Regions from separate parts of the Sus scrofa genome. Here region 1 is linked to region 2. A link is a contact called in public Hi-C data. All regions are on one chromosome and are shown on one strand. Each heading gives the region's core, a stretch centred on a gene start, on an enhancer-like site or on the middle of the called end of the contact. The rest is flanking DNA. Distances are from core to core; before and after follow the strand shown. Region 1 holds the start of CITED4 (cbp/p300-interacting transactivator 4). Region 2 has its middle 35 kb from the start of CTPS1.

What was found. A called contact is a pair of places that touch in the nucleus more often than the background predicts.
Region 1: a Hi-C map of undifferentiated spermatogonia shows a contact between it and region 2, with 1.6 times the contacts expected there. The contact joins the promoter of CITED4 here to the enhancer-like site in region 2. A contact is called at or near these places in 1 of 5 promoter capture datasets (liver), 18 of 47 Hi-C or Micro-C datasets (adipose tissue, alveolar macrophages, blood and 9 more) and 2 of 2 datasets of contacts at active chromatin or transcription factors (alveolar macrophages and skeletal muscle).

What each region holds. Positions count from the first base shown.
Region 1 is chr6:170,318,928-170,326,092 of Sscrofa11.1, reverse strand. CITED4 (cbp/p300-interacting transactivator 4) reads right to left here and starts at 1,306. Exons shown (of 3, transcript XM_003128106.4): 1 at 830-1,306; 2 at 707-827; 3 at 1-704. The coding sequence starts at 1,033. The coding sequence ends at 469.
Region 2 is chr6:170,264,839-170,271,503 of Sscrofa11.1, reverse strand. No RefSeq gene overlaps it. Among named protein-coding and RNA genes, the nearest start is that of CTPS1, 35 kb to the right of the region's middle. Within about 2 kb of position 4,238, at least 2 of the 83 cell types and tissues checked have an H3K27ac peak or open chromatin away from gene starts, as enhancers often do. A contact at or near this core is called in undifferentiated spermatogonia, where this site is marked.

The sequences.
Region 1 (7,165 bases), core at 57-2,556, 58 kb before region 2:
GAGGGCTGCACAACCTGCCCCTCCCCAGAGCGGGAGGCCCAACGAACGACCTCAGGACCCAGGCCGCCAGGGCGGGGCCAGGCGGGTGGGCGGCTCCCGGGACCCAGTGAACACCGTGGGCTGCGCGAGGAGAGGGGGAATCAGGCAGAGGCCTGGAATGGCTCAGATTGGGGAGCTGGGTTGGAGGATCCGAGAGGAGAGCATACAGAATCCAAGAGCTGGGAGGCTGCAAGGGGCGTCCAGACCCCTTCGCTTTAGCCCTGTGGCTCCGGGTCAGAGAGATGAACCCAAACTGTCATCCTGCAGCAAGCAGGGCCTGCAGTGAGGCCCGGCGTCCCGGCCCGGCGTCGGCTCGGTGCGCGAACCGCTGCCTCACCCTCACGGAAGGTGCGTGCCGGGGCCCCGGCGCTGGGTGCCGAGTCCGGCGGGGCCGGCCCCCTTCTCTCGGCCACGCCGGGCAGGCGTCGCTTAGCAGCTCACCGAGCCAGCGGGCGGCGCCGAACCCAAGTCCGAGAAGCAGTCGAACTCGCTCTGGCCCAGGAAGAGCTCGGGCAGCTCGCGCACGCGGTGCAGCCCGAGCTCCAGCTCCAGCGACGTCAGCGCCTCCTCGTCGATGAGTTCGGCGTCCATGCAGCCCAGAGCGTGCGCGGGTGGCGGCGGTGGCGGAGCTGGGGCTCCGGGCGCCGGCTGTGGGCCCGGGGGCCTCCCGGGGCGCCGGGGGGCGCGGTCGCGCGACTTGGGTACAGCGTCGCCACGGGCTGCAGGTGCGCGCCGCTGGCGGCCGGCGGCGGCGGCACAGCCGGAAAGGACTGGAAGGTTGGCGGCGGCGGCCCAAGGCCCCGTACGTCAGAGCCCCGGGTGGGGGCGGCGGCGGCGGGCCCAGCGGAGTCCCCCGCGGCCGCAACCCGCTGTCCAGGCCGGGGCCCGAGTACGGCTGCAGCGTCCGGAGCACGTGAGGGCCTTGGGCCGGCGCGGGAGGCGGTGGCCTGGGCACCAGGCGGTAGCCCTCGGCGAGCAGCAGGTGGTCTGCCATGACGGCCGGCCGGCTGCTGGCGGCTGCGGACCAGGGGTCAGCGCGGGCGTCCCCCGGCCCGGACCAGCGGTTCCTCTGCGCCGAGGGATCCGGGCGCCGTGCCCTCTCTGCACCCTAGCTGGGCAAAGGAAATCCGAACCCGACCTGTGCTTCTGCGCAGCCCAGGACGCACGAACTCAGAGCTCCCGTGCGCCCCAGCTCAAGGCGAGAACGACCCTGCTCAGCCACCAGGTCCGGCAGCGAGAGCTCAGCGACGCGCCCGCGACCTCCGCGCAGCCTTATACCCAGAGGCGGGGTGCCCCGCCCCCGAGCGCTCATTGGCTGGGTGAGACGATGGGCGGGCCCGCCGCGCCGCGCCTCCTGGAGGTCTCGGCCGGGTTCCTGTCCCAGCTCCGCCCTTTGGACCTTAGGCCCGCCCCCTGGGGCTTTGAGGTCTGTCCCGAAGCCTGGTGTTTGGCACTTTGCAAAAGGCTTGGTCTGGCTGCCCTAGGCTCAGTCTCAGGGCTAGATGGGGCCAAACTTGAACAGACCAGAAGATGGAGTGCGAGGGGTAGAGGAGTTACTAGGCCCCCTGAACTGCAGGATCACAAGCCCAACCTCTCAACCCTCTCAATTTTCCAGATGAAGAAAGCTGGAGAGGCAGAAGGCGTTTCCTGGGAATACAAAGTAAAGCCTGGACAGAAGGGAGACTCGAACCCAGGCCTTTTGATTGCCGCCTCTACACAGGGCAAGGACACCTTTGCGGCGCAGAGTTCCCCGGACAGTCGGCTGCCCGACTCCATAATCCCAGGAGTCCCAGTTACCCTCCCTCGGCTCCTGCGCCCTTGTCTGTGAAAGCACGTACTGAGTCGTTATTAAAGTAATTTATGGGCATGCCTGCTGAAGGACTTGTTCATCCTTGTGTCCTCAGCCCTTGGCCCAGAGCCTATAGCTCAGGGCAGGTTTTCAGTAAAAGTTGGGTGAATCAACAGACGATCAAATGAATTGCACCTCATTCCCCTGCACTCGTTTCTTCATCCGTAAAATGGGGCAACGACAGTACCAAACTCACTGGGTTGCTGTGAGAGTTAAAGGAGGTGGTGTGTGCACGGTGCCCAGCACAGTGCCTGGCGTGCAGTAGGTGCTCAAAAATGTTCCTCAAATGAATGAAAAGCTGGATTTAGTTCTGTCCCTAGGGACCTTCTGAGTGGGGGATGTTGCCCTTCCCGTGATAGCAATAGTTAGAAGGTGGATGTTTAGAATGCTATACATTCTACGCACACCTTACTGGGGGCAGTGCATGGATTATCAATCCCATTGTGCAGATCAGAAGACCGAGGCACGGAAACTGACTGTCCTAGGGTCATACGCAGCCAGAGTTAGCCGTGTCCTTAGAGCAGCTGGAGTCTCTCCTGGTGGCCAAGAGACAACCTTCTGGAACCTTGCCCTTCTCCTGTTTGCCACTCCGCCCCTCCCTTCTCTGGCTCCCCGCTGCTGGTAGCGTCCTTGGGATTTCCTGGAACTTGGGTTTATCCAGCTGGTGCAGACAGGAGAACCGTAGCATGAGAAGCCAGAGGCTCAAGTTCTAATCGTGTCTCTACCACCCGCAGCAGTATGACCGTTGGGTGTTGGGGGGCAGGGTGTCACTTTTTTCCCCAGGGCCTCAGCTTTCTACTCAGTAAAAGGGAGATTGTAGTCACCTGAGAGCTTGTGAGAAGGTCACAAGTGACCATGGATGCAGTCACATTTTTGGCAAAGTGTAAAAGCTACACACATGGGAATTGACTCCCCCGGAGTCTGTCTTTAATAAAAGTGTCAAATGGAAATTCCTAAACATGGCTGCACCTCAGACTCAGCAAGGGGAGGGTGGTGGTACAGAGGAAGAGGAGGCTTTGAAAAATCCTGAATCTCTGGCTCCATCCAGCCTCCTGACTCAGATTCTGGGAGGGTATTTGGAATCATAAATTTGTATGGTCTGAAGATTTGGGAGCCGTTGTGCCACTAGAAGATTTTCCTTTTTTTTTTTTTTTTAAGTGTGTGTGTGTGTGAGAAATGTTTTAAAAGGTCTTTAATTTAGTCCATAAATATTTGTTTGGGCGCCTATTCTATGCCAGGTATTGATCTGCTAGTGGTTTTTAAGCTTTGGGGATCCACTGAGTCTTGAGAAGCTAATGAAAGTTACTGACTGAAAAATTAATAAAGGGATGTCGCTAAAATGGAATCAGGAGGCCAGAAGGAGGAGTTGCTCGTGAAGGTACCACTTAGGGCATGAATACGGATCCCAGCAGGAAGACACACCACCGACTTGCATCTCCAGCAGGAAGTGATAGGACTTTAGAGCAGCAGAAGAAAGATTTTTCTCCTGGCTTGGCAATAGCTCAGCCAATGAGGTGGTCACAGGTCAGCCAATGAAAAGTCACTGTCATTCGAGGTCCCAGTTTCTGCCAATGGACTTTTTGTTTCTAAGGAGCCCTCCCCACTCCCCTTCTCCTCTCTAAAGGGTTTCCTCTCCTTTGCTTCACCTGCCCTTGCATGGGGTTGGCCACAGTCAGATGTCCCAAATGGCAGTTCTTTGCTGCTCCTGAATAAACCTGTTTTGCTGGTTAAAAGACAGCCTGGTTTATAGTTTTAGGTTACACTGCAAACCTCAGGATCACACGCTATTGCGTAGAAATTTGACGAGTTAGCAAATCCCTGGAGGATCCACGGGGTTCTCAGGGATTCATGGGGTCTGGGTGGAACCCCTCTTCTTAGGTCCCTGGGGACATACGGTTGAGACTAAACTACATAAAAGCATGATCCGCTTGTTAGAAAGTGGTAGGGACTATGGAAAAAAAGGGAAAATAGGGTAGGGAGGCGATTGGGGTGCAGGGGCAGCTTGCAGTATTGCACAGAGGGGTCGGGGGCCTCACTGAGACCATAAGGTTTGAGAAAAGACTTAAAGGAGGGGAGGGCAGTGGCCAAGCGGCGTCTGGGGCAAACTGGTCCTAGCGGCGGGACAACTGGAGTGCAGTACTGCTGAAACTGTGGTACCAGGCCCCACCCCAGACCCAATCAGAAACTGGGCTGGGGCTCAGTTTTTTTTTTTTTTTTTTGGCTTTTCAGGGCTGCACCTGAGGCTTATGGACGTTTCCAGGCTAGGGGTCGAATCCGAGTTACAGCTGCTGGCCTACTCCACAGCCACAGCAACCCCAGATCTGAGCTGTGTCCAAGACCTGTACCACGGCTTGCGGCAACGTCAGGTCCTTAACCTACTTACTGATCAAGGTCAGGGATGGAGCCCGCATCCTCATGGATACTAGTCAGGCTCTTAACCTGCAGAGCCACAACAGGAACTCCCTCATCCACGTTTTAATCAGCCCTGCAGGTGCTCCTGGGCTCCAGAGTTAGGGTAAAGCCTGAGGCAGGTGTGAACCGCAGACAGGAGGGAGTGTGGCTGGGGCAGAGGCAGCTTGTGCCGGAGGAGGGTCAGGAGGAAAGATCATGCGGGGCCTCGCAAGGCCGTGCGAGGTCCTGCAGGGCGTTGGCAGAGGCATGACGTCATCTGAGGCCGTAAAAGCATTGCCGTGGGTGACCCTCGTTGTTCCAGCCTTTCCGTGAACTGCTGCCTCGCTCTGCCTTGGACTGCCCAGCACGTTCATTGCTCAGGATTCCTGCTCTTCCCTCTGCCTGGAATGCTCTTCCTTGAGACAGCCACGTGATTCACTCTTTCACTTGATTCTGATCTCCTAAGAGTCAGCCCCTTGGTGAGACCGTCCCCAGCCACCTTCTGTCCCCCTCTCTTTCCCCACCTTGCTCTGCTTTTCCTCTCAGCACCCCCACTCAGCATTATTTCAAAGAATGTCTCGGAGTTCCCATTGTGGTGCAGCAGAAGCGAATCTGACTCGTATCCATGAGGATGCCAGTTCGATCCCTGGCCTTCTCAGTGGGTTAAGGATCTGGCATGGCCGGGAGCTGTGGTGCAAGTGGTAGACGAGGCTCGGATCCTGCGATGCTGTGGCTGTGGTGTAGGCCGGCAGCTGTAGCTCCAGTTGGACCCTGAGTCTGGGAACTTCCGTGTGCCACAGGTGCGGCCCTAATAACCAAAAAAGATTGTCTCCCCGCCAGCAGGTCAGCTCACTGAGAACACAGGCCTTGACTCTCTTGTTCTGCAGAGAATGGCGCTTGGCACCTAGGAAGCACTTGAGTGTTTGTTGAGTGAATACATTAGGCAGAGCTAAAGGCAGTACCTTTTTTGACAAAGTAGGAAACTGAAGCCCAGAAAATAACCCAGGAAGTTACCTGCGGTCACAAGGCGTGTGGCGGAGCCAGGGCTGGAAGGGACGTTTGTAGTCCCTGGAGCAGAACTGTCCCCACTGATCCAAGCTGCTTTCACCCCAAGCCGTGTCTCCATGAGCCCATGGTGGGGAGCAGGGGGTGAAGCCCTTGAGTCCAGCTGGCATGAGTTGACAGGGCCACAGCAAGCCTTGACCCAGGTGGGCACTGCTCAGAGGTCACCAGCAAAGGGAACTGGTGGCCCCCAGGGACCACCTTGTGCCCCCAAGTGAAGACGAAGTTCTTCCCTCCGCCCCTGTGTCCAGTCCCTCTTCCTGGGGACTTGCAGCAAAATCCTCTCCCAAAGACCCTAGGTTCTGGTTGGCAAGACTTTTGGGGTCTGGGCCCCATTTCTAGGACTCAAGGCAAAGCGAGGCTCAGACCAGGCTCAGCAAAAGCCTGAGATTGGGGGGCTCAGGAGTGGTACTTGGGGAAGACCTTGTGCTAGAACCTCTGAGCCGGCTCCTCAATCCCTGGCTGAGCAGTGCCCCCTCAGCCCCAGCTGCTGGGCAGATTTGGCACCCAAACCTGGAGGCTGCTCTGTGATCTGAGTTCCAGGCTCTGACCTGCAGGCGAAGTCCGTCTCTTCTGTAGCTTTTCCTCTAGGCCGCAAGAGCTGGAGAGACCCTTCTGCAGATCCCCTAAGGGCCAAGCCCTCCAAGAGCCCCAGCTGCTGACTTACGCCCCTGTATCTGATGCCCAGATGATGAAAATGAGGCTACTGCACCAGATGGTAACCAGAACAGAATTAGCTAATGTTTATTGAGTGTTTACTCTGTACCAGATGTGGGCTGGTTACCTTATCTGTAGCGTTTCATTTAAGCCTCATAAGAAACCCGTGAGTAGTTCCCATCACTCCCATTCCACAGAGACATAAGTGACTTGCCCAAGGCCACACAGCTGGTAATGGAGGAAAGGAGCCTGGCAGCCCGCTCGCTGCCCCCCAGTGTCACGTTCTCATGCTCCTTTACCAGCGTGTCCGGTGAGTTCCTGCCCTGACAGCTCTGGCCAGAACCATTGCTAATTCCCTGCTTCCTCTAAGTTTTTGCTCAAACATTGCCTTTCTCTTCTGACTACTCCATTGCATTGTAGTGGTTTCCAAATATGTCGGCAGCTATGGACAGACCACTTCAAATTCCCCTCTCCGTGAATGCGGGATGGATACAGTGACTCACCTCTAATAGAATGCATAGCAGAAGTGACAGTGTCATTTCCAAGACGAGGTCATAAAAGCTACTGTGGGTTTCTCCTTGTTCCCACTCTTAAATCATTTATTCTAGGGAAGTTAGTTGACAAGCCACAAAGGCACTCAAGCAGCCCTAGTGGAAAGGCCCACATGGCAAGGAACTGAGACTTCCCGCCATCGGCCAGCGAGGAACTAAGGCTTTTTGTCAACAGCCATGTGTGTGAGCTGTCTCAGAAGCGGATCCGCCAGCCCTTGTCAGCTTTTGGATGTGTCCGCAGCCCCACCTGGCATCTTGCTCGCAACCTCATGGGAGACTTTAAGCTAGAATGATTTAGCTGAGCCAGTCATGGATTCCTGGCCCACAGAAACGGAGATAATAAGTGTTTGGGGTTTAAGCTGCTAAATTCTAGGATCACGCATTGTACAGTGATAGATAACCTAGGCATGAATACAGCACCTATCTCTTCCCCACCTCGCAAATGTGCCTGACGTTGCTCCACTTTTAATTTTTTTCTAAGCAGTTATCTTCTAACACATTAAATGGTATTTACTACATTGCACTGCTTATCTTATCACCACTAGAATGTCAGCTCTACACAGGCAGGGAACTTTTCCTGTTTATTTATTTACTTATTTATTTATTTGGCTTTTCG
Region 2 (6,665 bases), core at 2,989-5,488:
TTTCTTCAACTCCGTGTCCTTTCCATCTGTGAGATGCCTCTGCAGCCTCCCAAGAATCCATCAAACCACCCCTCCAGCTTTTTTTTTTTTTTGGCTTAAAGTAGCTGCTTGAGACCAAAATAAGCTGAACTGATTCAGGGGTCAGGGCGAGGTAACGGGCAGTTTTGTTCAGATTCAGTTCCAGGTGGGTTTCCCCCCAGATGCAATGGGAAGCCAGGAGGGTTTTAAGAAGGACAAAGGGGACCATTTTCTAGGCAGGGGGGTGAGACATGCATAAATCTGGGAGCTTTTTCCATCTGTGGGTGGCTTATTGATTTATGGCAACAAAGTGACCACTGAGCAGAGAAAATGCTGCCCAAAGTCACTAGAGGGGCCAGGGAGCTGGTAGCTGGCAGTGGGGCTCGGGGTGAAGAGGCTGGAGGTCCTCCGTCCAAGGCAGACCTGGTTTCTGCTTTGCGGTGTGATCCTCGGCTCCCTGGGGAACCCTCTGGACGAGTTTCTTCCACCCTAAGAGAAAACCAGGAGCATAGAAGTAATTGAATAAACCACAGCCATACCTACGGACACTTTACTCCACCACGCTCCGGTTTAACCCCTGCGGGGTAATCCTCAGCCTTTTCTGCCCTGACCCTCCCGCAGCAGCTCCCAAGAGCCCTGCCTCCACAGCTGGCCCAGTCCGTGCCTTTCTGCCCATCAGTTGGGCCACCGGCTTCTCTGAGCCCCTGGACACCTGCTTTGCTCCAGACTGGCCTTCCTGCTGTTATTTTTGCAGCCTTCCAATCTGTTCTCTGCAAACCGGTCACATAATTTTTTCACTTATTTTTAATTTTTTGTCTTTTGTCAGGACTGCATCAGCCACATATGGAGGTTCCCAGGCTAGGGGTCGAATTGGAGCTACAGCTGCTGGCCTACAGCACAGCCACAGCAACTTGAGATCTGAGCCTCGTCTGCGACCTGCACCCCAGCTCACGGCAATGCTGGATCCTTAACCCACTGAGGGAGGCCAGGGATCAGCACATCCTCAAGGATACTAGTTGGGTTCTTAACCCACTGAACCATAATGGGAACTCCCAATATAATTTTTTTTTTTTTTTAAAGAGACCAAATGAAAGAAGCCAATCTGAAAAGGCTACACACTATATGATTCAACTACATGACATTCTTCTGGAGAAGGCCAAACTCAGTAGAAAGATGAGTGGTGGCTGGGGTTTTACAGGGAGGGAGGAATAAGTAGATGTGGGATTTTTTGTGCAGAGCAACTGTCTGTGTGACACTGTGACGGTGAATACTTGTCATTTACGGTACGTTTGTCAAAACCCGTGAGCAACACCGAGTGAATCTGAATGCAAACGATGACTTCCATGAAAAAGTGTCGCTGTTGTCTCACTAATCGCAACAAGTGCATCACACACTAAAGCAAGATGTCGACAGTGGGAAATTGTGGGCGAGCGCGTGCGTCAGGCGGTGAGAGGGTGATGGGAACTCTGTACTTTCCCCTCAACTTTTCTGTAAACCTGAAACAACTCTTAAAAAGCAGACTACTGTCGAAAAAAAAGTCATGTCCCTGTTTAAAACCCTCCAACGGCTTCCACTGCAGCTTGAAAAAAATAATAAAGGATAAAAAATACTAAAACTCCTTCCTCTGGCTCATGAAACCTTCAGGATGCGGCCCCTGGGTCACTGTTCCTCCGCACTGACTGTCCTGGGCTTCTCTCTGTGCCCCAGACACTCCCAGGTTGTTCCTGTCTCAGGGCCTTTGCACATGTTGTTCCCTCTGTCTGAGCCTCTTCAGGTGGCTGGTTCCCTCTTATCATTCAGGTCTTAGCTAAAATGTCACCTCCTTAGAAAATCCGTCCCTGATCACCCATCACAAGCAGGCACCCAGTCGCTGTTTGCCATGTAATCCCATTTTAATGTTTGACACGAATCACTGGCTGATATTTTATTTGTTTGTGCATTTTGTTCCTTAATTAGTACCTGGCTCTCCCCTAGATTAGAGCTGCTGTGAGTACACGTTCTTCTCTGCCTTCTTCATGGCTGTGTCCCCAGCTCCTGGAGCAGCGCCTGACACAGCACGGGGGCTCCATAGATATTATTGAGTGAATGAATGAGTAAGTGAATGAATGACTTCATTGAAACTCACTAACGCTTAGGCCTGTGCTAGCTCCGGATCCCACGGAAGGCATGGTTCCTGATGCCTGGGATCTCACAGGCTAATACACAGAGGTTTATACGAGACTGTGAACAACAGCATACGGGCCATGGAGCCAGACGGCCTGGGTTCAAATCCTGACCCTGGGCTCTAACCTCTGCAGTTTGTAAATCACTCTGAAACGTTCCTGGAGGCGATTCTACGCTCAATAAATGCTATTAGGCAAGCCACGCAAAGGCACGGAAGAGCACACCCCTACAACCGGAGTTTTAATTTTATGTCATTTTTCATTCTTTTTCGGCTGCCCCAAGGCACATGGAGTTCCCAGGCCAGGAATCAGATCCCAGCCACAGCTGCGGCCTCTGCCGAAGCTGCGCCAATGCAGATCCTTTACCCACCGGGCCGGCCGGGCTTGAACCTGCGTTCCAGCGCTCCCAAGACACTGCCATTCCAGCTGAGCCGCCCAGAGCTCACAGAGTATAGGAAATCACTTCAATCATTCAGCTGTTTCGGGACCCTTCATTGCAGGCGCGGGAAGTGGGCGCGCCGAGGGGCGGGTGTGGGGGGGCCTATCCTCCAAGACGAGAGAAATGATTTGCACCATGTAACACAACCGGGTGATGGGTCCAAGGAGCACACTAGGTCTAAGTCGCCTCCCCTCCCCTGTCCCCACGACTGGTCTGGAAGCAGGGGCTCCAGCCCTGAGGCCCGGGCTGCCAGGCCATGGGGGGAGGGGCGGCCGAGCGGAAGGTGGGCAGGAAGGGACCTGATGTGGCCTGACCTGATTCAGATTTTTTTCTTTTTTTTCTTTTTTTTTTTTGTCTTTTTGCCATTTCTTGGGCCGCTCCCGCGGCATATGGAGGTGCCCAGGCTAGGGGTCCAATCGGAGCTGTAGCCCCCGGCCTACGCCAGAGCCACAGCAACGCGGGATCCGAGCCGCGTCTGTGACCTACACCACAGCTCACCGCAACGCCGGATCCTTCACCCACTGAGCAAGGCCAGGGATCGAACCCTCAACCTCATGGTTCCTCGTCGGATTCGTTAACCACTGAGCCACGATGGGAACTCCATGATTCAGATCTTAATCGGGGGAGACCCGGAGCAAGGCTCTGAGTTGGGAATGAGGGGACTACAGCCGTTTCTGCCTCACAGCCTGAAGGGGACAGCACTGGGCACAGGGCGGCCACAGTACCTACTCACCAGATGCTTGTGGAGCCGTTGTGTGGGTTAGCTGAAGGGAAGCTGGTCTCTCGGATTCCACAACAGAGCACCAGGTCTGGAGCCTACAGCGAAGGGCCAGCTGGATAGGAGCTCTGAGGAGCATCTCAAGAGCAAGAGTCTTGGGGTTCCCGTTGTGGCTCAGCGGAAACGAATCTGACTAGGCACCATGAGGATGCAGGTTCGATCCCTGGCCTCACTCAGTGGGTTAAGGATCTGGCGTTGCCATGAGCTGTGGTGTAGGTCACAGATGCAGCTCGGATCTGGCGTTGTGGTGGCTGTGGGGTAGGCGGGCATCCACAGCTCTGATTCGACCCCCAGCCTGGGAACCTCCACATGCCACAGGTGAGGCCCTAAAGAGGACAAAAAGAAAAAAAATTAACTAATTAAAAAAAAAAGAGCAAGCGTCTTGTTGACACAAGAGGAAATGAAGACCGGAGGGGTCCTGACCTGGCAGGGTCACCCAGAAAGTTGGTGACAGACGGCCGCAGAGTTTCGGGGCTGGGCGAGGCCCCACTGCTCAGAGGTCGCAGCCCCACGCAGCCCCACCGCTTCCTGCCCCAGCGGGGGCCCAGCCCTTGGCCCCCGGCTGACCTGGATTCCAGAACGCTCTGCCCCTCACAAGGTGTGGGCTGGTGGTTCAACCACCTCTGTGAGCCTCGGTTTCCTCGAGTTTAAAGTAGGAAAAGAGCGCAGAGCTTGCAGAGCTGTAAGGTTTAATGCACGCGCGTGTGTAAAGTGCCGTGACAGTGGCTGGAACACAGCAAGTGGACGATGAATGGTCGCTGCTCTCTTTCCCCACATCCGTTGCCTACGCTGGCATCTGAGACAGCCTCCCGGCCCTCCTCCTGCTGAGAAATTCCTTCCCCTTCCTCTGGCCTCCAAGACACGGACCAGATTCCTCCGCGTGGCAGCCGGGATGCCCTGCGCTGGGTGACGGGCCTGCGTTTCGGGCCCCGCTCTGTTGCTCGCATGACGTCAAGTCCGCAGGCGCGTCTGTAATCGTGCGGGGAGGGTGCAGCCGCCCCCCTCCCGCAGACCCGATCCCTCTAACCTATGCAGGGCTCTGAGAAAGGCTGCGGGAGAGAAATCTGTGTAGCCTTGTTCGAGCCAGAATGTTCCAAACGAGTGTGCCGCGGAGGCCCATTAGTATCGCACAGAACGCGCTTTGCTTCCTGCCCGCCCTCTGCGAGCTTCCTGCCCGCGAGCTCTGTGTAGGTCGCGCCGGCGTCTCCCCAAGTCCTCCTCCAGCGCGCGCTCTCTCGCCCCTGGGGACCCAGATCGGTCACCTCTCCTGGGTCTGGGGTCTGGTCGAGGGAGCCTGCCCTCTGGGCTCCCGCAGCGCTGTGGCCAGCCCCTGCCCGCACCCTCCTGGGCAGCCCCATGGGCGCCCTGCAGGCTGCCTGCTGGCCCTCCGCAGGCCTGTGCAGGTCTTACCTCTTCTCTGCTCTCACAGGACCTTCCAGAAGCACCTCCTCTAAGAACTTTGCTTTATGCTCCCACCAAGAAATATCTCTCTTGGAGTTCCCTTTCTGGCTCAGTGGTTAACGAACCTGACTAGGATCCATGAGGACGTGGGTTTGATCCCTGGCCTTGCTCTGTGGGTTAAGGACCCAGCTTTGCGGTGAGCTGTGGCCGAGGCCACAAACAAAGCTTGGTCCCATGTTGCTGTGACTGTGGTGCAGGCCGGCAGCTGAAGCTCCGATTCCACCCATCGCCTGGGAACCTCCATATGCTGCGGGTGCGGCCCTACACAGCAAAACAAAAAAACCCCTCTCTTGCCTCAGGCTTTTAGAGTTAGATTAAAAGCTGGGTGAAGGTAAGATCCATATTCTTTTTATTTCTCCAGGGTTTTGCACTTAGTATAGATGTTCAGTGAATGTGTGTTTATTCATATGGTTGATCAATATTTATGGAACGCCTGTTATATGTCCTGTGCCGAGGGCTGGGATACTGTGGGAAACAAGATAGATGTGGAAGCAGAAAGGAAAGTAGGAAAAAGCAAAGACTCTGGAACAGTCAGCTCGGTGCAGGTTCAAATCCTGGTTCACCATTTGACTAGCTGTGCGGCCCTGGGCAAGTTACTTGACCTCTCTGTACCTCAGGTTCCTCATTTCTAAGAGAGGGAAAGATATAGTATTTATCTTAGGGGTTACTATGAGGATTGAATGGGGTGATAATGTAAAGTGCTGAGAACAGCATCCAGCACACAGTAAGGATTGTATAGCTGGCGGCTGTCGCTATTGTAATAGATGGCGTTTTTGCCTCAGAGAGCCAGGTCTCTGCCAGAGCCAAGGCAGACACTGAGTAGCTAATTACACACATAACTACTTCACTATCTTGAGAGGTGTCAAGAAGCAAAAACACAGTGCACACGCATAAAGCAGGTGGCCTGGGCTTGTTCCGAGGGCAAAAGCAGAGCCTTCTCCGAGGACGTCACCACGTTTAAGCCAAGACAGGGTGAGCAGGAATCACCAGGCCGAGTGGGAGTGGAAGGCCGTTCCACGCAGAGGGGAGAGCATGTTCGAGGGAACAGCAGGCAGAGACACGTAGTCAGGAAGGCGTTGGCATTTTGGAGGGATGAGGAGAAAGCCAGAGAGACAAAAGCGCCGAGAACAGGGGGCAGGGGTAGAAGGCGAGTTTGCAAAGGGGGGCAGGCCATGCAGAGCCATGGAGCATTCGTCCAGGAGATGTGGGGCGGCTTCGAAGGTCTAGATCGGGGCAGTGACCATGCGCAAGAGTTAACAGACCATGGCAGAGCCTGGCAGGGGACCCCAGCAGGAGGGTGGTCCAGGTGAGAGAGGCTGGTGCTTAGCGTGGGATGCTGACTGTGGGGAAGCAGAGAGAGGCCTGCGTTAGAGGATGACGGGGAGACCGAAGAGATGACAGGAGCCGGTGGAAGGAAAGAGGTGCTGAGGATGCTTCTAGATTCGCCGTCTGAGCAACTGGGAAACTGCGGACCAAGCTGTTCCCACGCAGGGATCAAGATCAAGTCAGTCTGGGCGCCGGGTCTGAGACGGGGATGGGGTAGCGGCTGAAGGGGAATAGAAATAACTCTTGAGGCCAAAGGCGCTACGCTAAGACCATAAAGTCGGTGAAGTAATTATAGGTTGAACGGAGATTTGGATTGAGAGAGTGTGTGTATTATATCAAGAAAAGGTGGGTCTGTTCCTTTTTTTCCGGCCAGGAAGTTCCCGCTGGAGATGGTTTTACCAGAGAGGAGACGTGGGTGGGAGCTTTGGCGGGGCTTAGGCCACAGCAGTCCGCCGGCGGGGCCTGGCTCTCACCAGCCCTG